Regions from separate parts of the Sus scrofa genome. Here regions 2 and 3 are each linked to region 1. The links are chromatin contacts, called in public Hi-C and HiChIP or PLAC-seq maps. All regions are on one chromosome and are shown on one strand. Each heading gives the region's core, a stretch centred on a gene start, on an enhancer-like site or on the middle of the called end of the contact. The rest is flanking DNA. Distances are from core to core; before and after follow the strand shown. Region 1 overlaps ARHGAP18 (rho GTPase-activating protein 18). Region 2 holds the start of L3MBTL3 (lethal(3)malignant brain tumor-like protein 3). Region 3 overlaps ARHGAP18 (rho GTPase-activating protein 18).

Region 1 (2,994 bases), core at 337-2,836:
AACAGCTTTCCAGGCGAGAAGAAAAATAGCATCATTACAGAAATGCCTCATGAGTATCTTATCTTTGCTCTTCACAACTGTATAAATTGTTAAGAGCTAACCAGTTGATGTAACGACAGGTCAATTATTATTGAATCAAGGTGAAGAGTTAAATTTAATGAGCACTTACTGTGTGCTTAATATTGGCTACTGTTTATTTGTATTATCTCAATTTTCTGGGAAGGGGGCTCATTTATTATCTTCACTTTATGGAGGAAAAAAACTGAGGCTTAAGGGGGTAAAGTAATAAGCCCACGGTCCTTTGGGACTGATGGGAGAAGCCTGGTCTGTCTGATTCTTAAGGTCCCACTTGGAACCGTGTCAAATGTGGCTTTCCCTTGAGATACATGTGGCATTTGAGAGCCAGACCTATGCCATGTCGTGAATTAATTGAAATAGTCTTTAGATGTCCTCTGATGCTCTCCTCTTTCTGTCTGTACTCCAGGGTCCTAACCTCCCCTGGGACAGGCCCATTGCTTTCCTAGAGAAGCTTAGTGTAAAACACTTAACAATAAAAACAAAAAAGCTCTTTTAGGCGATCCCTTGTGGGGTAGTGGATTAAGGATCAGGCATTGTCCCCGCAGCAGCTTGGATCACTACTGTGGCGTGGGTTAGATCCCTGGCCCAGGAATTTCTACATGCCATGGGTGCGGCCAAAAAAAAAAAAAGGAAAAAGAAAAGCTATTTGACCTGTGCTTGTGATCCCTTGAAGTTAACATGATGCTTGCACCCAGGCTCTAATGTTACTAATCAGGTAAAGTGAACTGTTATTTTGGCTGCACTCAGGCCATGCAGAGGTTCCCGGACCAGGCATCAAACCTGCACCATAGCTGTGACCCAAGCCACAGCAGTGGCCATGCCAAATCCTGAACCGCTAGGCCACCAGGCAACTCCTACAGGGAACGTTTGATGTGTTGGGGCTGCTTTCTTAGATTTGAATACAGGTCCTCTTATTCAACTCCAAAACGGTGTGCAGCTCTCATGTATGGTGATTAACCTTCTTGATTGCCTTAATTATGAGAGGACGACATAAGTTATAAAAAAATCTCAGGCAGGGAGTTCCCATTGTGGCGCAGTGTTTAGCGAATCCGACTGGGAACCATGAGGTTGTGGGTTTGATCCCTGGCCTTGCTCAGTGGGTTAAGGATCTGGCATTGCTGTGAGCTGTGGTGTAGGTTGCAGACGCGGCTTGGATCCCACATTGCTGTGGCTCTGGTGTAGGCTACAGCTCCTATTCGACCCCTAGCCTGGGAACCTCCATATGCTGCAGCAGCGGCCCTAGAAAAGGCAAAAAGACAAAAATTTTTTTTGTCTTTTTGTCAAAAACAAACAAACAAACAAACAAAAAAAAACTCAGGCAGGAAAATACATTTTTCTTAGTTTCCAGATTGACCATGATAGGGCAGCAGGAGCCTTCCTACTTAGGTGCTGGCCTTGTGTCTAAGAAAGTCATCCATAAGTTAACATTTGATAGTTGCTTGGGGTGGATAGGTGAAAGATGACTATGAAATACGTTATTTTGGCATGAGCTCACGGGAGGCCTCAGAAAACAGGATGTGGTTGATGGTCTGCTAAACCTGCTTTGTGATGAGCTAGGTGAAACTAAGCAAGCCTCTTAACCTCTGTAGTCTCAGAACCTCGTCTGTAAAAGGTGAGGCGTGGGATTTGATGTGCTTCAAGTCTTTCTAAGCTCTAACCTTCTAGGATTTTTTTTTTTTTTTTTTTTTTTTTTTTAGGCTCCACACCTGAAGAGAGTAATCAAAAGTAGGGCATGCAATTTTAATCAAAGCCCCAAATTATTTCAGGACAGTGTTGTTATAATTAATATTCAAACGTTCTTAGAGATACTCAGATGAAAGCTCAAAAGGAAAGATGATCATGGCTTAGCACATTCAATGAGTAATTAATTGCAGACAGCTAACGCTCTTCCTCCCGCTGTCCTGCCCCTTCAGGGGCATAGGAGTAGGATGAGCTGTAAAAGTGACTCAGATTCTTCCTGGCACGCCTAAAACAGAGCCGAAGGAAATTTCTGATGTGATTTAGCATGTGTACTTTTTCTATCCTTGTTAATTATTGTGAAATAGAATCTGCTTAGTCTCTAACAGTCCTTCTAACCTCATTTGTAATTCTGAGCGGTCTGATAACATCCTCTGTCAACAGTGTCAAATACATTTCGCAAATTTCATTTCACGGGGAAGCTCGTAGGTAGTACCCCATCTCTCTCCTGCTTCCTCAGTTCTTTATTTATTGCGTCTGTATGATCTCACTTTTATGTGGATTCTAAAAAACCAGCAGCAAAAAACAGAACTCATAGAAACAGACGAGATTGGTGGTTATCGGGGGTGAGGGAAATGCATGAAGGGAGTCAAAAGGTTCTAACTTCCGGGTATAAGATAAATCAATCCTAGAGTGGTAATGAACAGTATGGTGACTGTATTAATAATACTGTATTGTATATTTTAAAGTTGTAAAGAGGATAGATCTTCAAAGTTCTCATCTTAAAAAAATTGTAACTCTATGAGGTGGTGGATATTAACAAATTGTGGTCATTTACTGTGTATACATGTATCACATCATTCTGTTGTACACCTTAAACTAGGACAGTGTTATATGTTGGTTATATCTCAATAAAATCTGGGGGAAAAATTAGAGCAGATGTTGGCTTGGTCTGAAAACAAGCTTACCTAATTTTCTTTTTCCTTATGGGGATGCTGGACAATGACGATAAAAATTCACTTCGTCCCAGTAAAAGTTTAAAGTAGTTTAAACTTCACGGTTCAGTGGTCCAAAGTGGAAACTAGAATTAGAGGGGATTGGACTGGAAGAGGTCGTAGAAATTACTTGTTGATCTTTTCTTTCTTTTCACATAGGAGGGAACTAAGACCAGAGAAGGTAGGCGTTTGGTAGGGGTCACATGACAGGTTAGTGTTAGAGCCAGAACTTGCAGAACACCCA
Region 2 (2,994 bases), core at 358-2,857, 230 kb before region 1:
CCCAGTATAAGGACGGCGTAAACAAGTTGCAGGAAAAGCAGCCCCGCGCCTTCACCACCTCCGCCCGCCGCCCCGGCGCGGCTGCCGCCGCCGCCGCCGCCGCCCGCCGCTACCGCCGCCGCGGCCGCCGCCTCCCGACACACGCCCGCGCCCGCACCCGGGCCGGCGCTGCGCGGCACGGCGCGGGGCGAACGCCGCGACGGCGCGGGCTCCCGGCCCGGCCCGCGGCCCGCGCCCTCCTCGGCGCGGACGGCCGCGGCGGGCCCGCGCCGCCTCGCTTCCCGAAGCACTTTCCTGCCTCGGGCAGAAATAAACCGGAGGGTTTATTTTTGTGCAACTTTCCCAAAATGGCGGAAATTGGAGCTGATCTATATGAAATTCTCACACAGTCGGTCGGGAAGGGGGAGGCGGCGAGGAAGAAAACGCAAACTCTCGGCCGCCGAGCCCGCCGCGGGTCCGTGAGTGTGTGCGTGCGTGTGAGTGTGCGTGTGCGCGGTGGGAGTCGGGGAGGCCTTTCCGCCGCGCACACACACACACAGCACACGCCGGGGAGACGCGCCTGCACATTCAACCAGTCCATTCTCCGCAGCCAGAGCGGGGAGAAAGTGGCCCGGCCTCTTTTCCCACTGCCTCGGTCTCCCGTACTTGTACTTCTCGCGCTCGCTCGCCCGCTCTCCGGTGCGCGCCCGGCACAAAGGCCACACGGGCGGAGGGGGCCGCAGGGGCGGCGCGCGGGGCTCGCGCCTCCCGCCGCACCGATCCGCGGCCCCGGCCGCCCCCGCGCTCCCCCCACCCCCGGCAGCGCCCCCCGCCTGGGCCGCCGCGCTCGCCGCCCGGGCTGCGGCTCCGCGGCGCCCACTCGGGCACGCACCCCGGCGGAGCCCGGCGCCGCCGCGCTCCCCCACCCCGCGCCCGGTGTCATGAAAGCGACCAAAGTGACAAGCTCGGGGGGCGCGGGGGAGGGGGCCCACACGCATCCCGCCGCCTGCGCGCGGGCGAGAGCCCGACGCGGCCGCCTCGCCCCGGCTCCCTTCCGCACGGCCCCCCACACCCTTCCCCGTGTGCGCGCAAAGGAAAAAATACAAGTCTCTCCTCCCCCCATTTTTTCCTTTCTCTTTTCTCTCTCTTTTGTTCCTCTTTCACACTCGCACTCACTACTTAAGAGTGAGATGCCCAGAGACTCCCCCTCCAGCCGTTTCCGAGTCACTTGCCCACTTTTTTCCCCGGGATTAAGTTTTCTCCTCTTTCCCAGAGGCGCAGAGAAGTGGGGGAGAAACCCCTTCTGTCCTTTCCCCTCCCCTGATCTGTTTCACAAGACGAGGGTGCGCTTCCTTCTCTCTATAGGTCTCTTAACTTTCATCCTCCCCCAGAAAAATAAATGAATGGCTTTTGCACGGACAAATCTTCATATTAATTAGAGATTAGATCCGATCAACCGCTTCTTACCCCCAAATTTTCTCTTTTTTTTTTCTCCGTCTCACGAGTAGTCCTGACAAATGGTCCAGGGCTGCGGGCGCAGTGCGCATGTGCGCGTAGAGTCAGGGCTGGGGAGAGGGGGAAACTGCGCTGGTGCCTGTGCCGCCGCCGCCGCCGCTGCCGGGGAGGCTCGCTCTGGCTTCCCTGTTAATGCTGCTGCGCCTTCGCCACTGGAAAGCAGCAATAAAGCCGGTTGGCAAATGCAGCAGCCCGCAGATACTGTTTCAGGTGCATCTTTTCAATATCCTTGTCACCGGCTCAGGGCTGGTTCAAGAACAATCAAAACAAATATGAAAGACTGCTAAGATTATAGATTTCTTTGTCTATTTTTCACTTTACTTTTTTAAAAAGGCATTTCTCTGAGCAGCTAATCCACCATGTACTGTTAAACGTCTGCTTTCAGCCATTCAAGAGTGGGCCACAGCCTTATACAAACACAACCCAAAAAGGCTAAACGCGTGCTACAGGTCATGAAAAATAAGAAATAAAGTTTTAAGCTTCTAGGCTATAGAACCTCCCCCCTCTTTGAGGACTGGAAGAATGCGTTATAAAGTGTGCATATAAAACTTGCGCGTGCCTTGCGTTTCCTAAGTGTTGGTCTTTATTGACAGCTTAAACATGTTAGGCCTCGGTTGTGAAATATGTTGGGATTCGTATGTCAACTTGGAAATCAGTGTTAAAGTCCCTTGACAATAAGCAGGTCGGCCGTGGACTACCCTCTGAACGTATTCAGTCAAGATGGCTGAGCAGTCCTAAACAGCAAAACCTGCTTTGTTAAGGCATCAAAACTAATCAAGCAAGAGTATTGTATTTCTGTATTGACAGCTTTCCACTTATTGACTGCAGGCTTCTTTTTTGGGCAGTTCACCATGCTCCTTTTCTACTAGATGCAAGTACTTAGAAAATAATTCAAGAAATTGAAGTTGTAATAAATATGTTTACCTTCATAACAGAGTTTGCGAGAAAAAAAAAAAGTAGCACTCATAATTTCAGAAATGGTGGAAGCAAGTCTTACATTTCACAGGAGTGGGGAGACAAAGTAAGGCCCCACTACTCAGAGTGGAGTATTTAGTTTGTATCTAATAAAGGGTAAAGGAGGCCCTTTTCCGAAATTGCTGCCTGAGGTCTAGAATTTAAATATATCACAGATGGAAATTCTGCTTTAAAAAATCCTTCCTCAAAATGTAAGTAATAATATTCTTGATTGAATTTTTTCACTTAAGGAATGTTCCTTGAACCAGTTTCAGAAAATAAACTGTTAAATTCTTTCCTTAGGACCATGAAATTACCCTAGAGAAGCAGACCACCCGACTATGTCGTGTGTTGGTACAGTGACCGAATTCTCCAAACCAAAAACCAGGACATAGGGCTTGACATGTACTCAAGACAAAGAAACGAACTCTGTGAAGCTGAAATGAGTTTATAGAGTATGCTTCATTTGTTGGGCAACCAGTGGTTTAAGGGTGCAAAGTGGGAAGGCTGGGTTAGTGAGAGCTATAGGTAATCTCATTGATTTCA
Region 3 (2,994 bases), core at 181-2,680, 150 kb after region 1:
ACTGTGTATGGGTGTGTAGAATGTGGCTAAGATAGGGACATCTGGCCCAGGGACTGATTTCTGGTCCATTCTCTGCCTGTTAGCCTTGCCTTTGACACAGGACATCCATGACCCAGAAAGAGGAATTCAATGGTTTTTTTTTGTTTTGTTTTGTTTTCCTTATTCACCTAAAGGTGCCCATCAGCATGATAACCCAGGCTAATAGAACTAATAAAGCAATAATGTTTTAATCATCTATCTAAATGATCAGACCTGAGAGTTCCCATTGTGGCTAAGTAGATTATGAACCTCATCAGTGTCCTTGAGGATGCAGATTCGATCCCTGGTCTCACTCAGTAGGTTAAGGATCCGACATTTGCTGTGAGCTGTGGCTAGGCCAGCGGCAGGTGCAGGCCTAAAAAGCATTAAAAAAAAAAAAAAAAAAAAAATCAGACCTAGGTTCCAGTTACCAGCACCTCATAGGCCCCTTTGCTATCCTGCTGTGCTGCTGAAAACCTTTAGGTGTAAAATCCTAGTTTGTTAATGAATTCTACGAACAGTAAGGTGATTGAAAATAAGTCTAAATAGCTGTGAAAGTCACCACAATGACATGAAATAAATTTAGTAAGTTTAGATCAGCCAAAAAGAGAAAAAAATAAAGAATGGTCATTATAAGGTGGAACTTGAAAGACACATCATTTACTTTCTGCATTCAAATGTGTTCTGATAGTTGTGGGAGGGACTGCTAATCCCAATATGGTTACTGATGGGTGAGTTTGGTCTTCAGTTCATTCTTGGATTTGCCTTTCAAGTCCCCAGCATATTCTTCTTCTTTTTTTTTAATCTGTTTAAAATTATATTTCTTGGAGTTCCCGTCGTGGCGCAGTGGTTAACGAATCCGACTAGGAACCATGAGGTTGCCGGTTCAATCCCTGGCCTTGCTCAGTGGGTTAAGGATCCGGTGTTGCCGTGAGCTGTGGTGTAGGTCGCAGACGAGGCTCGGATCTCACGTTGCTGTGGCTCTGGCGTAGGCCTGTGGCTATGGCTCTGATTCGACCCCTAGCCTGGGAACCTCCATATGTTGCGGGAAGCAGCCCTAGAAAAGGCAAAAGGAAAAAAAATATATATTTCTTAAAAATATTAAGTGATTTTAATTTTAGCATGTAAGGTTCCTGGGAGCACAGTCATATAAATAAGGTGGAAAATACTTTTTGGGGGGTAAAATATTGGAAAATGCGCACAAGTAATTTTCCTAATTTACTTAAGCTTTAGTAGCTTAATCAGCCAGCTCTGATGAAGGTTTCAAACAAGATTTCTAATAATAGAAACATTGAAGCAAGTATACCATTTGTACAAGAGCATAAGCCATTTAAATTTAGTTCTCTAAAGGAGAAGGGAAACTTCATCACAAAGTAATTTCAGGAAGTTGAATGCAGACTTGCTCCGTTTTTCCTGTCCTGGTGCCACTCCTTCAGTGGCTGTTTGGAGGGACAGGATCACGTGCATGTCTTGTGTAGACTATTTTTACAGCACATCTAACGAAGGGTTTGGAGGGACCGTGTGAAACACTGTGTCCCAGTTTAAATCTAAAGCAACAGGTGTCTTTGGGCAGGTTACTCGACCAGGAGTTTTTTCTTTTTTTAACACCTTGGATTATTGTGCATCTGGACCAGTGATCATACCTACCTTTGGCTTAGACTGTCTGTCTGTTTATTTATATATTTTAGGGCTGCACCCTTGGCACATGGAGGTTCCCAGGCCAGGGGTCCTATCAGAGCTATAGCCGCCGGCCTACACCACAGCCACACCAACACCAGATCTGGACCGCATCTACAATGTGCACCACAACTCACAGCAATGCCAGATCCTTAACGCACTGAGCGAGGCCAGGGATCAAACCCGTGTCTTCGTGGATGCTAGTGAGATTCGTTTCAACTGAGCCACGATGAGAACTCCCCGACTTAGTCTTTAACAAAGACTGATGTGAAGATATCAATGGTGAATCTATGTTAATATATTATCGGCACGTGTTTAGCGTTTTTGTGGTTTTAGGAAGTTCATTGTATACATTGTCTTGCTTCATCCCAGCAGGGTTGGGAGGTTAGTTTCCCCATTTTGTGAATTAGAAGGCTTTAAAGAGCAGGGATGCCAAAAAAAAGGAAAGAAAAGGCAAAAAATACACATGACTAATAAGTAACTGTGCTGGGACTAGGTTTTCAGAGAGTAGGTCCAGTGATACTAATATATAACAATGGACTGGTGATAGATACTTTTTCAAAAGGACTGTCCTTGATAAAGAGAAGATACATCTGAAGATGAAGTTCTTTCAGCAGGGGCTAGGCTAACATTTTATTAGTTTCATATCCACACACACACTTACTGATTCTAATATTCTGATAGTAGTATTTTGAATAACTTTATTGAATCATGCATACCACATTTAAGTGGTTTATTACCTAATCTCTGTAATTTATGCTTGTAAAGAAAGAGATACACTAGTCTGTGAATAATTATTCTGGTCTCTGGAACAAAATTAAATATTTTTTCCAAACCTTACCAATTAATCTTTTGTCCTCATTTGAGGAGGTATTTTTTTCTATATAACCTCATGCTTGGATTACAGTTTAACTTGCTGAGCACTGTACAGGAAATTAGATACATAAATCTCATTGTTAGATATTAAGGCTTCAGTTTGTTTCAAATTTGGGAGTGTCTGTGTCAGCTAAACTTGATTCAAGGTCAACCTGTTAGCACTGAAAGGAATCTTTCCCCCTGAAATCCTGTGAGAGATTTTTTTCTTTTGTTTTTCCATTTTGTGGTAGTTTATTTGACCTTTTTCAAGTAGGGATTTTAGGCTCATTGTGAAAACATGCTTCTTTTAATAGTTAAGAGTTCAGAAACAAAGCCAGGTGGACATGCACTTAAATTCCCTCTCTACCATCTGCTCACTGTCTAACCTCTGGTTAGTTACGTGCCTTCTCTTAGATTTTGTTTTCTCATCTTTGAGATGGGGGT

Evidence for each region. A called contact is a pair of places that touch in the nucleus more often than the background predicts. HiChIP or PLAC-seq counts read pairs in DNA pulled down with a chosen protein or histone mark.
Region 2: an H3K27ac HiChIP or PLAC-seq map of alveolar macrophages shows a contact between it and region 1. The contact joins the promoter of L3MBTL3 here to the enhancer-like site in region 1. A contact is called at or near these places in 1 of 5 promoter capture datasets (liver), 4 of 47 Hi-C or Micro-C datasets (embryonic fibroblasts, fetal skeletal muscle, retroperitoneal adipose tissue and 1 more) and 2 of 2 datasets of contacts at active chromatin or transcription factors (alveolar macrophages and skeletal muscle).
Region 3: a Hi-C map of alveolar macrophages shows a contact between it and region 1, with 2.8 times the contacts expected there. The contact joins two enhancer-like sites. A contact is called at or near these places in 1 of 5 promoter capture datasets (fetal liver), 13 of 47 Hi-C or Micro-C datasets (alveolar macrophages, brain, embryonic fibroblasts and 8 more) and 1 of 2 datasets of contacts at active chromatin or transcription factors (alveolar macrophages).

What each region holds. Positions count from the first base shown.
Region 1 is chr1:33,544,590-33,547,583 of Sscrofa11.1, forward strand. All of the region lies in intron 1 of ARHGAP18 (rho GTPase-activating protein 18), which reads left to right. Among named protein-coding and RNA genes, the nearest start is that of ARHGAP18, 18 kb to the left of the region's middle. Within about 2 kb of position 1,587, at least 15 of the 83 cell types and tissues checked have an H3K27ac peak or open chromatin away from gene starts, as enhancers often do. A contact at or near this core is called in alveolar macrophages, where this site is marked.
Region 2 is chr1:33,317,870-33,320,863 of Sscrofa11.1, forward strand. L3MBTL3 (lethal(3)malignant brain tumor-like protein 3) reads right to left here and starts at 1,608. Exons shown (of 23, transcript XM_021088384.1): 1 at 1,447-1,608.
Region 3 is chr1:33,690,446-33,693,439 of Sscrofa11.1, forward strand. The region is part of intron 10 of ARHGAP18 (rho GTPase-activating protein 18); the gene reads left to right. Among named protein-coding and RNA genes, the nearest start is that of ARHGAP18, 160 kb to the left of the region's middle. Within about 2 kb of position 1,431, at least 7 of the 83 cell types and tissues checked have an H3K27ac peak or open chromatin away from gene starts, as enhancers often do. A contact at or near this core is called in alveolar macrophages, where this site is marked.